2 separate regions of the Delphinus delphis genome follow, and region 1 is linked to region 2. A link is a contact called in public Hi-C data. All regions are on one chromosome and are shown on one strand. The core of a region is the stretch at or near the end of the contact, and the rest is flanking DNA. Distances in the headings are between cores, read along the strand shown.

Region 1 (6,638 bases), core at 503-3,002, 570 kb before region 2:
CTTTACCTTCAAGGCCCTGGAAACCCTCACATCACACTTAAGTTTCCTTGAGACCAAGGTAGGCTCTTTCACTTGCCAGAAGAAAACCCAGAGTACAGTTTACAACAACTGAAGTGATCAGCATATAGTGCCCCTTCCCACATCCTGAATCTGTATGGGTTGCCTCAAGTAATTTTTCTTGACATATACACTAAGCTACAAGAATCTGACACAGGCCTCAGTCATGAAGAGTCATGCATACCCACAGACCCTAACCGGCACCAAAGTTCACAGCTTACCGGTCTTTGTTAAGATGTTCATCTTTGGTCACCAGAGCCATAATTGCCATCCTATACATGTGATCTGATACGCTCTCTGGCTTCTGGACATTTCTGTATACCCAGCCAGTACGTGGGACTCTCTGATAAAAATGAACAGAAAACAATTGATAAAAATAAGTATTTTAACTATCTACGGTGCTCTTCAAGAGAAGTCCAGGGAATAGGGCACAGAAGCTGGGTCATGGTTTCAGTACATATTAAAAAACGCTTAACTAACCTAAATGATCAACTGCTGGAATCAAATAAACCAGTGAGGGCAGAGAATGAGAAAGAGAGAGGGAGGGAGGAATAATTCACAAGTATACATAAGTCCAAAACCCAAGTTACTCCATGTTACCGATTTACTGATGTACAGATCATGTACAAGTCCTTAAAACATAAGAACAAAACTGTAAAGTATCTTATCTTTCCTAACTATAAGAGTTGTTAAGTTTTACTTCAAACAACTCATTAGACACAAGTAGAAAACACTGTGGTGAAAGCGTCGTGAACAAGCAACAGACTTCCAAATTCTGAAGCAGAAAGGATAAGGCATTTCTAACTGCTTCATGCTACCCACCAGTCATGACTCTTCCTTTCACTCAGATCATGATGTGATCCTGTGAGACTCGGGAGTTCACATTTCTAAAGAATTTTATGAACTGTAGAAACAATGGCATGAAACAGATAATCTGCTTTGAACTTGGAGAAATTCTGCAAAACGTGTGGCCAGGGGTGGACCGGCAGGAGGAGGACCCCTGGGATGTAACTCCAGTGTGTGCTACATAAAATCCTCCGTTAAAAAAAAAAAAAAGTCTTGTTATTTCTATAAGTAATTGTGAGACAAATTTTAAGCACTCCACTTAAACCCTGCAGGACCAATGGGTTCTGATCTTCCCACTTGGCCGGTTGTGGGGTCGTGAGCCTCAAAAGTACTCGGGGCAGACGCGGGCAGAGGGACCAGCACATCACCGCGCCGGATCCCCTCCAGAAACCTCTCGAAAGGCCGCCTGGGCCGGCCCCATCGGAGCGCCAGGCCGACACAGGAAACAGCGCGTCTCGGACTCCTCTCGGCCTGGGGTCGGCCCTAGCAGCCCGGCCACGCAGTCTCCGCCACTTGCTTCCTCCGACCACGGTCCGGACGCACGACCGCATCCATCCGGAGGGGTTTCCTCTGTCGACCCCAAGAGGCCGGGAGAACTGAGGAAGGGGGCTGGCCTCGGGCCAGGTGGGGAGCAGGAGCCTCGTCGCCCCGCGGCCGGCCCCGGCCTCTCCCCGCGCAGCCGCGACCCGGGCCCCAGGTGGCCCTCCCGGCGCCCGCTCACCTTGAGCTGCCCCACCAGCCGCAGGAACTGCAGCAGGTCCCGGGCCCCGCGGCCCGAGATGGGCGCAGCCATGCGGCCACCGGTCGCGACACGTCTGAGCCAGCAGCGCGACCGCCGCTCGAAGCTCCTCCCCCCGAAGCCCCTCCCACTGAAGCTCCTCCCATTCTTCCTCCCTACCCCTCCTTCCCTCTCCTCCTCTCCTTACTCCTCCTCCATTTCCTCACCCCGGTTTTCTCCGACTGTTCTGTCCAGTCTTCCACCTTCCTGGCCGTAGTGGCTGCAGTTGGGCATTGCACCATCCAAGGCAGAGGCACTGTACTTGGAGCATCTAGGTATGCATTACTTGTTTACTAAACTCCGCTCAGCTGAACTCCATCAAACTTTTAAAGGGATTGCAGTTCCTTGGGGAGGGACAGAGGGGTTGGGGTGCCGTGGAGGTGGAGGAAGGTTATGCCTTAATGCACCAAAATCTTGCCTTTTAGCAATTCAACCTCTGACTAGAGGGAGAGATAAGGAACTCTGCTTCAAGGCGAGCAATCTATAAACATTTTAACAGAGGCACAAGGAAGATGCTTTGGAAGGGAGACATTAGTTAAGAGTGACAAAAGTACTGGAAGGATTGGAGGCTAGCCATAGCTAGAGAACTTTAGAGGTTAGTATAAATGGCTAGGGAGTGAATACAATTCCATGTTGAAATCACAACCCCCTGACACCTCAAGTGCTGAAGAACCCCCAAAAGTTGGTCAGGGCCTGTCTCAACTATCTGTCCTAATTCTATCAAAAACCGATGGTACCGGTTTTTAAAGGCACTTAGTGACATGCGTACTGAAGGACTCAATGAGAGAGGGTAACATGGAGAATAGACTGTATAGGGAGGAAGGAAGTTGGAAGACCAGTTAGGAGTCTATTGAAGTAATTCTTTGGGGAGATGATTTTGGTTTAATCCAGGATTCGAGTAGTGGAGGTGGTGAGATGTTAAATTTGGGGTACAATTTAAAGGTAGGACTAACAGGATTTGTGACAGATTGGACATGGGGTACGAGAGAAAGAGAGGAGTCAAGGATGACTCCACGAATCTTGGCCTGACCAACTGAAAGAATGGAGTTGCTATGTATTGAGCCAGAGAAAACTGCAAGAAGAGTAGGTTGTGGGGAAGGGTAGGAATCAGAAGTTTAGTTTAGGACATGTTGAGATACCTATTAGAGATCCTAGTAGAGAGATAAATCGGGAGGTCAGGGGAAAGGTGACAACTTTGTGTCATCAGCACATAAGATGGTTTGTAAAACCAAGCAACTGGATGAGACCACCTGGTGGAAAAGTGTGGATGAAGAAAAGATGTCTGAAGCCTCAGGTCTCATGCAAACCAAAGTTTAGAGTTTGGGAGACCAGAAAGAAGTGGCCAGTAGAGGATTAAGAGGTGGTTGTGTCCTGGAGGCCAGATGAAGAAAATACTTCAAGAAGGAAGAAATGTGATCAATTAAGTCAACATTATATCAGATAAAGACAGATTTGACTACTGGATTTAGCAAATTCATTGTCACTACTGACCTTGACAAGAGCAGCTTTGGTCTGCTGGGGCAAGCAGAACCCTACCTGGAGATGGTTCCAGAGAGAACAGGAGTGAGAAATGCAGCTCATTTAAAATGAGTGGGGCTACTGGAGGAAAGATTTCTTTTTAAGACAGGAGATGTTACAGTATTTTTGTTTACTGATGGAGGTGGTCTAGTAGAGAGGGAAAATTAATGATGTACTGTAGGAGACAAAGGAGAGAAATACTGGAATGACGGCCTTGAGTAGATAGAAGAGGATACAATCTAGGGTACAAGATGAAAGATTGGTCTTAGGAATATGGAGCATTCATCCATAAAACATGAGGAAGGGAGAATATATGGTGACTAATTAACGGCAGTTGTGGTCGTGGGAGATTGTGGAGCTCTCTTCTGACTGCCTCTATTTTCTCACTGAAATAGGAAGTGAAGTCTAGACTGGGTTATGTTGTAGTAATACGCAACCTCTGTATCGGAGGCGTTTAACACGTCAAAGTTTACTTCTCTCTGATGCTAAATGTCTATTGCTGGGAAATTAGCAAGCCTGTTTGCACTCTACCAGACCAATGGCTTATTTCAAAGCCTTGTTGGCCAACCACTAACATCAGGGGACTTGGAACCCATTTGTTTCCCTAGAAGGGGGTGCCAGTTTAAAGCAATGGGCAAGGAAAACAATTTGTATCACTTACTGAGTCAACTAGAAGAAAAGGTGAAATCAGAAGGCTCTCATTAGAGGGATTCATCCCTTGGGTTTAATATACACTTCTGGGGAATATGGAAATCTCCTGAAATTGTGTTGCATTTGAGGGCTTTTCTATTTATCAGATCCCTAAAGAGGCCTGTGACCAGAATGGGGGCAAAATCTGCTGCTATTGAGAAAGCTGCTTCAGTATGCAGCTGTGGGGTAGTCCACAAAGCTCTGGTCTTGGTGTTCTAATACAAAAAGCCATCACTGCTTAAGCCTCCACTAAGTGAGATATATTGTCACACATCTCTCCTCATTTTAATTCACCCAACATTTCTCCAAGATAGTAATCGGACATTTCCAAGAGAAAACTGAGTGGCACAGAAGCTGAAGAACTGGCCTGACTTTTCTTTCTTTCTTTTTTTTTAACTTTTTATTTTATATTGGAGTATAGTTGATTAACAATGTTGTGATAGTTTCAGGTGTACAGCAAAGTGATTCAGTTACACATAATTCATGTATCTATTCTAAGTTTTCATAGCCAGTGAACAGGGCCGCCAGAATTGAAGCTCTGGCCTGTCTTCCTCCAAATCTTCCTTTCCATGACACCCTGCTGCTTCCCAGCTAACTGGCTGTGAGTACCACATCTTATCACTGTGGAAATTAAATGAGATCCTGTGTATAAAATAGATTTCGTATACTGTCATTTAGGTAAAGCATTGGGCAAGAGAACAGATAGCAATGGATTGATCTGAGAAAATTTGCCCAGAAAACATTTATAAAAATGCTTTTAGGAACTGATGAAAGAACAGAGACCATGTCTGACCAAAACCTACTTTCTTTTCTTTTTTTCCTTTAGACACCCAAGGAAGAAATGATGCTTCTGCCTGCTATATCTTCATTGACAAAAAGGTTAATAGTTGGTTTATATCAGCGACTCTCAATCTCGGGGTGACTTTGCCCCAGAGGAACATGTGGCAATGTTTGGAGACATGTCTGGTTGTCACAAAGCAGGGGAGTGTGCATCTAAAAGGCAGATGTCAGGGCTGCTAATAAAATTCCCACAAAGCACACAACAACCTGCCACAACAAAGAATCATCCGGCACAAATGTCACTAATGTTGCAGTTAAGAAGCTGTAGTCTATAGGTCCAAAATGAAAATGCTTAAAATTAAACTCCTCGTATTGTTGATGAATTATAATTGGTGAAAATGGATGTTACATTTATATTAAAATGAGTGAGGAAATAAAATAAACACAATTTTCACATGTAACCCCTTTTTAAAGTAGTGTAGAAAGGCTCTGGAGGTTGGCCACAGAGACTCTGGAAAGATGAGGGGAATTCGAGGAAGGCTTTGATCAGTTATGTTACTAGGTTAAGCAGAGCAATTCAGCTCCCCGAAGAAAAATGTAGGATAGTAAGTCTAGGAGTGGGGGAATATTACAAAAGGAATATTTGCTCAAGGGAAAGAGATTAGGTTTTGTTCTCTTTTGCCACTTTTCTTGCCGGTGGTGCAGTATTGCAGTGCAGCAAAAAAGTCAGAGTGGGCACCAGTCCCCTATAAAACCAGCCATGAACGACAGAGGTAAGGGAGGGCTTTCTGCTCAGATGAGCCGCTGTAGAGTGCACCCTGTCTGTGGTGGCTGAGGGTGGTGGCAGGGACATTGCCGAGAAAGATGTGCCTTCTTAACAGTTAACCTTAAGCTGAGCAAGAACGGTTTGGCGCCAAGATAATCGCCACTAATGGGTGTGTTAGAGTCACCCCTGGACACATCTGGATTACAGAGTGGAGGCGTTCTGCATGTAGAAAGACAACATTACTGTTTTGTTTTAAATTATTATCTGAGTTAATAATCCCTTACACCAGTTTTCTGGCAAGCTCCCAACTCTTCTCCACTGATGCGCACCTTCAGTGACTAAAGTGTTTCATAATTGTACAAGAATCTTCAGCTGCTCTATCACTCCATCCTTATCAGATGGAACAGACTGGAACTATTATCCCTCTAGAGTGACTGAAGTTACAGTTTGCCCCTGTCCATCAGCATGCGTCATCAGGAATAGGGCAGGGTTCCAGGTGAATTTCACAGAGGTCCCTGATGCCAGCCACTGTTTTGGGAGCTGTTACACGGTGACCTTTCAGGTGTCTTAGACCAGGTAGCAGAATCCTTCTCCGCACACAGAAAAAGAAATGATACTATCGTACGTACTCAGCAGTAGCATTTTCCTGTTAAATAAAGAAAAATAGTTACTCCTATAAAACAGCAGCCAAGTTAAGTAATATAGAGAATAAATTATATTAAAAGAAAGCCAGAAAAGCAATTCTGATAATATGCAGCTTTCAACAATTTGGAAATTTTTTTTAACTTCTAACTAAAAGAAATGCTATTGTTCTAGCACATTCCTAACTGTTAAAGAGTAAACCTATATGTTTTGTAGCAACACCTCAGTTATCCCAGAGGCCAAAATTCTAGTAATCTTATACATCTGGAGTGGCATGGAACCCAGAGGATTAAAGGGGGGGCGCGGGGAATTTTTAAAGTGTGTCTAACGGGAAAAAGAAGAAAAACAACCAGGGCGTCCAGCTTTAAGCCACTGAAGCGAAACCTGATTGGCTTGGGTCCAGGATGGCACTTAATGGTCTCTTGGTTTAATGTTCAGAAAGAATAGAGATACTTCAGTGCCTTTTAAGAGTCATAAAAGGCAAACCACAGCAACACTCAGGCCAGGAAGTAGAGAGGAAGTCTGATGGAAGAGGGAAGAAAACAAGCGAGGGAACAGCAA
Region 2 (6,291 bases), core at 637-3,136:
TTTGAAAGTAACAGGTAAGTGAGCGAAGCAATCGCAGGTATCACCAGGGACATCGTCAGGACAGGTGCGCCTCCCCCTATGTCCATAGCAGCACTATTCACAACAGCCAAGACACGGAACGACCTAAATGTTCATTGACAGATGAATGAATAAAGAAGATATGGTACATATATACAATAGAATACTACTCAGCCATAAAAAAGAATGAAATAATGACATTTGCAGCAACATGGATGCAACTAGAGACGATCATACTAAGTAATTCAGAAAGAGAAAGACAAATACTATATAATATCACTTATATGTGGAATCTAAAATCTGACACAAAGAACTTATCTACAAAACAGGAACAGACTTACAGACATAGAGAACAGACTTGCGGTTGCCAAGTGGGAGAGCGGTGGATTGGGAGTTCTGGATCAGCAGATGCAAACTATTATAAAGAGAATGGATAAACAAGGTCCTACTGTATAGCACAGGAAACTATATTCAATTTCCTGTGACAAACTATAATGGAAAAGAATATGAAAAAGAATGTACATACATGCATAACTGCATCACTGTGCTGTGCAACAGAAATTAACACAACATTGTAAATCAACTATACTTTAATAAAATAAGTTTAAAAAAACAAAAATGCTTCATTTCAGGAAGATTCATAGAAAGGGCTTTTTGACAAGTACAAGTTTCTGATAACTTTCAAATCATACCGCTGAACTGGGTAAACCAGATGGCTCTATAAAACTATTAATTACATGAGATTGAGTAAACTGATGGATATGGTTATAATTTTTCGGTCTCACCTGAGATATTACTGGCTTTTATTCTGTGTTCTCCAGATACAAGGAAACCCTTCCCCTCAAGCTAATTATGATTTATAGCAGTTTGGTAAATTACACCCCTAAGTAGAATTGAAACATTTATATTTTCTCTCTACCTGAACCCTCCAGAAATTGGAAACTCAGAGGTTCCCAAAAACTTTATCCAATAAATAAGGAAGGCCACCTCCAAACAAATGCAAGAGTTTTAAGGTATTTTGTGGGGGGAACCTCAAAAAGGGAGGAATTCATCCAAATCTGTTAGGCAAAATCTGTGATAATCCCTTGGCATGGCTTTCCTGGCCCTGAGAGGCCTTTTAAAAGTTTAGTCTGAGACTCCTAAGAGTCCAAGCACCTGAGTTGGTAACACACGGTTTTTACCTGAGTGGCAGAAAACTCAAGGAGGAAAACTAGTTAGAAGGATATCGCAGTGATCCAGGTGAGGCATAATGAGCCACTGGCAGTAAAGTTCCGGAATATTTCAGACTATAAACTACAGGATTCCGCATTACCTGTGTATGAAGAATGAGATAAAGCGCGCTGTTTTGATCTAGCTGGTGCTGTTAACAACAACAACAATTAAAGACAGATGGGAAATTCAGTTTCACATTTTGAGCTTAGCACCTAAAATTATCATGGCTGAAAATGCGTACACAAAGGATCAACTATGATCTTGTTGAAAACAAAGTTCTAGATATTTTGTTCTTTCTCTTAAAACCTACGAATTCGTAAGCTTAAAAAATTAAACTTTAAAAACTTTTTTTTAAGACATCGTTATACACTCTTGGGGCACCTTACATTACAGGATTCAGGGAAACGAAGTTCAGTACAGTCAACAGGTTCCATTCCGCCCCGAGGCCACGGCGCTCCCGTGACGTCACCGCGACGTGGGGCGCGAGCCTGCGTTTTGGCGGAAGTCCTGCGTAGTTACCAACGAGACGCAGAGGGAGGGGCAACTGCTGCGGCCGACCACTCTTCCGTGTAGCGTCCTCGCACGTCCCCTAGTGGCAGCCGGCGTGCAAGCGAGCCTCTGGCTTTGAGGCTCCGCAGCTAGTCAGTCGCCTTGGGTCTGGCGTGGCCCGGGATCAGCGACCGTGCCCAACTCCCTATCCGCCCCAACGCCAGGCGAGGGGCGACGCCTCGAGGTAAAATCTAGGAGGTGCGGGAGGCTAACTCTGCGTAGGCCCTGTTGAGAATCCTGAGGCTCTCGGCGGCGCGGGAGCGGAGGCGATGGCGGAGGAGCAGGAATGTGATTTCAAGAAGTCACGTGCCGACTCTGAGGCAGCGGCGGCTGCAGAACCTCTGGGATCCCCTTCGGAGACCACCGCCGTCGCCGCAGAGTCGCCGGAGCTCGAGAACTACAGTAGCAAGTGCGTGTTCTGCCGGATCGCGGCGCAGCAGGATCCCAGCACTGAACTCCTGTACTGTGAGGTTGGCGGTGACGCGCGACCGGGGACCCGATCGCTCCTGGGGGCTCCGCGAGGGGACCTCGCTGATGTGGATCGGGTGGGGAGGGTCCTGATAAATGGGACTAGGGGAGGCTGGGTGTCCTAGTGTTAATAACAGACTTGCTTCTCTAGGCGCAGGGAGTGTCAGCCACCTCTTTGCTATTCTAAGGGGGAGAAAATGTAGTGGTAAAGTCTCTCTGCAGCTGCCGAGGTACTTTGTGGACAATAGCATGTATGGCCTCTGATTTTATTAAAGGGACCCCCCTCCCCCCGCCTTTCTAGACACTGCTTTTACATTCCGCACTCTTAATACTGGTACTGAAGAGAAACCAGTAGAAAATAGATAATGGTAATTGTGAAAACCTGTTTGTTAGATTGACTGAAAATAGTCTGGCAGGAGTGGGTCCGAGGTCAAACTATTACTTAATAGATTCTGATTTGCACTAAAGGGTCCAGTTCCTTAGAAGTGTTATCAGTTAGGATATGTGGACATTTTCAGAGCATTAAGACTTTGTCCAGATATTTTAAAACAGATGATCTGGTAGGCACTTTCTTCCACCAGCTCGACTTGCCTTTAAAGAAACATACTTTGTTTTGTTTTTTTTTTTTTTTTGCGGTACGCGGGCCTCTCACTGCTGTGGCCTCTCCCGTTGCGGAGCACAGGCTCCGGACGCGCAGGCCCAGCAGCCATGGCCTACGGGCCCAGCCGCTCCGCGGCACGCGGGATCCTCCCGGACCAGGGCAGGAGCCCGTGTCCCTTGCATCGGCAGGCCGACCCCCAACCACTGCGCCACCAGGGAAGCCCAAGAAACATCTTTTGAAAGAATCAGCTCCAAAGATTCTGGGCTTCTTTGTGGTTTTTTGTAGTAATCATTCATTCATTTGTTAAAAGTAAATTGACTTCCTTCTAAGCACTGTTGGAGATTCATTGGTGAGCAAGGTAAAGGATAGTCCCCGTCTGGATTTTATAATCTAAAGGGACAGAAGGGGCAGCTGATAACAGTGCCCTGTTGTATGATGAGATGGTTTTACCACCTGCAGTATTTTGCAGGGCTCGTGGGAGGAGCACCTGGCCCAGATTTGAAGGGATAGGGAAGGCTTTCCAAAGGAAGTGAGACACGAAAAAGTAAGTAGGCATTGGTCAGGTGAGGAGGAGAGAAGATGCCCCTGGTAAAGAGCACCTTCAGAGGTTTGGTTTCTGCCACAGGAGAACAGAAATTCAGTCTAACTGGAGCATGGAGTTTGAGGGGATGAGTGGTGAAAGGTGAAGCTAGAGAGGTAGACAAGGGGCCAAGTTATTAAGGCTGCTGTAATTCATGTTAAGGAGTTTTGGCTTTATTTGAAGAGTGAAGGGAAACTCTACAGTGTTTAATGCTACTGTTAATGCTGGGTTGGAAGAAAGGGGTTGAGAAGTTACATGAAAGGGTTTGATCTTTGAAAGATTATCTGACACCATTGTGGAGAATGATTTAGAGAGGACCAGCCTGGAGGCATGGAGATCAGTTATGAGGCTGTTGAAGTTATCCAGCCTGATGATGGCCTGAAATAAGATGTAGTAGTGGGAATGAAGAAAAGCCAATCAATTTAAGGATATTTAGGAGTCTGACACTGCACAGATGTGCATCTCTAGCTCAGATTATAGAAACTGTCAGCTTACAGATGGAAATTGAAAAGAGGGAAATTAATGAGATCACCTAGGAAGTATATGTGGAGTAAGAAGTGAAGGGGCCCCTACAAGAGAGAGGCAGAGGAAGAGGACCTGAAAGGAGGAGAGAGAAACAGAGGGAAAACTAGGAAAGCTAAGGGAAGGGAGTATGTTAGGAAGATAGGAATTGGCAGCAACATCAGCCTTCGATAGGAATTGGCAGCAACATCAGCCTTCCCTAATCCTCGAATCTGGGTTAGGTGACTCTCCAATATGCCTGCAGAGAGGGCAACTTAGATCAGAACTGGTTTTGTCCCCAGAGTGATGGTCATTGACCTTGAGGAGAGCAACTGCAGTGCAGTGGTGAGGCAGAAGGCAGATTGTAGTTGATAAGAACCTGAAGGATAAAAAATTGAAGACAGCAAATACAGACGACTTTTGAAGGAAGTTTGGCAGTCTTGGGGAGAAGGGAAAAGGTAAGGTAACTACAGGAGGAGATGGAGTTAAGAGAAAGCTTTTTAAAACAGTGAAGACTTTGGTGCGTTTAAATCCTGATGGGAAGGTGCCAATGGAGAGAGGTTTAAAATGGCCCACGGTGGTAGAGCTTTGTCCCTGAGAAAGAGAAACTCAGTCACTCATCCATTACTCAGTATTTGAATGAGTGCCTTCTGTGTGTCAGGAACTGTTGGAGGCATTAGGATATAGCAGTAAATAAAATGTGCAACAATCCCTGTCTTCATGGAGCTTACTCACAGGAAATAGTAAGCAACATAATAAGTAAAATATAGAGAATGGATATATATATATATATCAAAATATTGATACATAGTTCATTAGATGGGAATGAAAAAGAGAAAAGGGATGCAAATTTTAAATTTTTAGTCAGGAAAAGCTGCACTAAGAAGGTGGCATTTGAATGAAGCCCTGAAGGAGGTGAAGGAGGAAAGTATATGGTTTACTCTTTATATATAAAGTACAGCTATGCCATATAGGACATGAGAGATACACAATATATTTGTGATATTAACATATCATGGGAGGGCAATTAGGAAAAAGTCTAAAAATGTTCCTTAGGAGGGTGATAATGAGAAAAGTTTAAGAAACGCTGTTATAATCAAACAATGGCCATAATTCCAACTTTAAGAAAGTCATCCATTTCTTTTTTTCAAATAAATTTATTTATTTATTTTTGGCGGAATTGGGTCTTTGTTGCTGCGCGTGGGCTTTTCTGTAGTTGCGGCAAGCGGGGGCTACTCTTCGTTGCGGTGCGCGGGCTTCTCATTGCCGTGGCTTCTCTTGTTGTGGAGCACGGGCGCTAGGCGCACGGGCTTCAGTAGTTGTGGCTCGCGGGCTCTAGAGTGCAGGCTCAGTAGTTGGGGCACACGGGCTTAGTTGTTCCACAGCATGTGGGATCTTCCCGGGCCAGGGCTCGAACCCGTGTCCCCTGCATTGGCAGGCGGATTCTTAACCACTGCGCCACCAGGGAAGCCTGAAGGTCATCCATTTCTGAGGAAAAGTATATGAAAACCCTAATGACACATCGGTTTTTTAAGGGGTAGATAAGGGAATATCGGTAGTTTTATCTTTCTGTTTAAGCAACTGTCATTTACTGAACAGATTTTGCAGGCTTACTATTGATATGTGTTACTCACTTGGAGGTCAAAGATGAACATGGCATGTCCTACACCTGAGAAGCTTGCCTATGATCTGAATTGACATGAAAAATTCTCTTTTAGTGGGTATCACTAGGTATAGGTAGTCAAAATTCTGTATTTTAAAGTCACTTGAAATTATCTTTTCTTTGTGTAATTATGCTACCAACATGACAAATAGTTAGGTTCACTCATTTCTGTTTGTTTTCCATTGTTAAGGACTACTTTTTTTTTTTTAGTCCAAAAATGTATGGTAAATATTCACATGCTTTTAAAATCAAAATTGTAAAGCAAAGTACATTTGAAGTCTAGTATCCATTCTCTTGTTATCTCTACCCTGTTCCTCTTTCCCCGTAACAAACCTTTAAAAAATATTTTTGGTTTATCTTTCCTTTGTGAGTAGATATGTATGCGTGTGTTTATATGTATACTCTGCCTTCTTACACAAAAGATAGCTTAACCTTGTTCCATGCTTTTTCTGTTTTACCTTAGGAATTTATTCCAGAAATGATTTCATAAGTGTATAAAGATCTTCCTCATTCCTTTTTATAACTACACAATACTCCACTGTATGGATTTACTGTAATTTATTCAGCCAGTCTTAGTTGAATTTTATGGACAGTTGGGTTATTTTCAGTCTTTTGCTATCATAAATCATGCTACAAAGAATAGCCTTGTACAAATATTTTTCATATTTTTTGCCTCTTTATCTGTGGAATGGGAGGACA

Evidence for each region. Hi-C and Micro-C count contacts between places; a contact is called where the count stands out from the background.
Region 1: a Hi-C map of lung shows a contact between it and region 2, with 6 times the contacts expected there. The contact joins the promoter of HDDC2 here to the promoter of HINT3 in region 2. A contact is called at or near these places in 2 of 3 Hi-C or Micro-C datasets (lung and muscle).

The regions. Positions count from the first base shown.
Region 1 is chr14:36,311,928-36,318,565 of mDelDel1.2, reverse strand. HDDC2 (HD domain containing 2) reads right to left here and starts at 1,752. Exons shown (of 6, transcript XM_060030542.1): 1 at 1,625-1,752; 2 at 279-400. The coding sequence starts at 1,696.
Region 2 is chr14:35,742,203-35,748,493 of mDelDel1.2, reverse strand. HINT3 (histidine triad nucleotide binding protein 3) reads left to right here and starts at 1,886. Exons shown (of 5, transcript XM_060030010.1): 1 at 1,886-2,249. The coding sequence starts at 2,049. LOC132436941 (a long non-coding RNA gene) reads right to left here and starts at 1,675. Exons shown (of 4, transcript XR_009521929.1): 1 at 1,617-1,675; 2 at 1,200-1,330; 3 at 360-433; 4 at 1-123.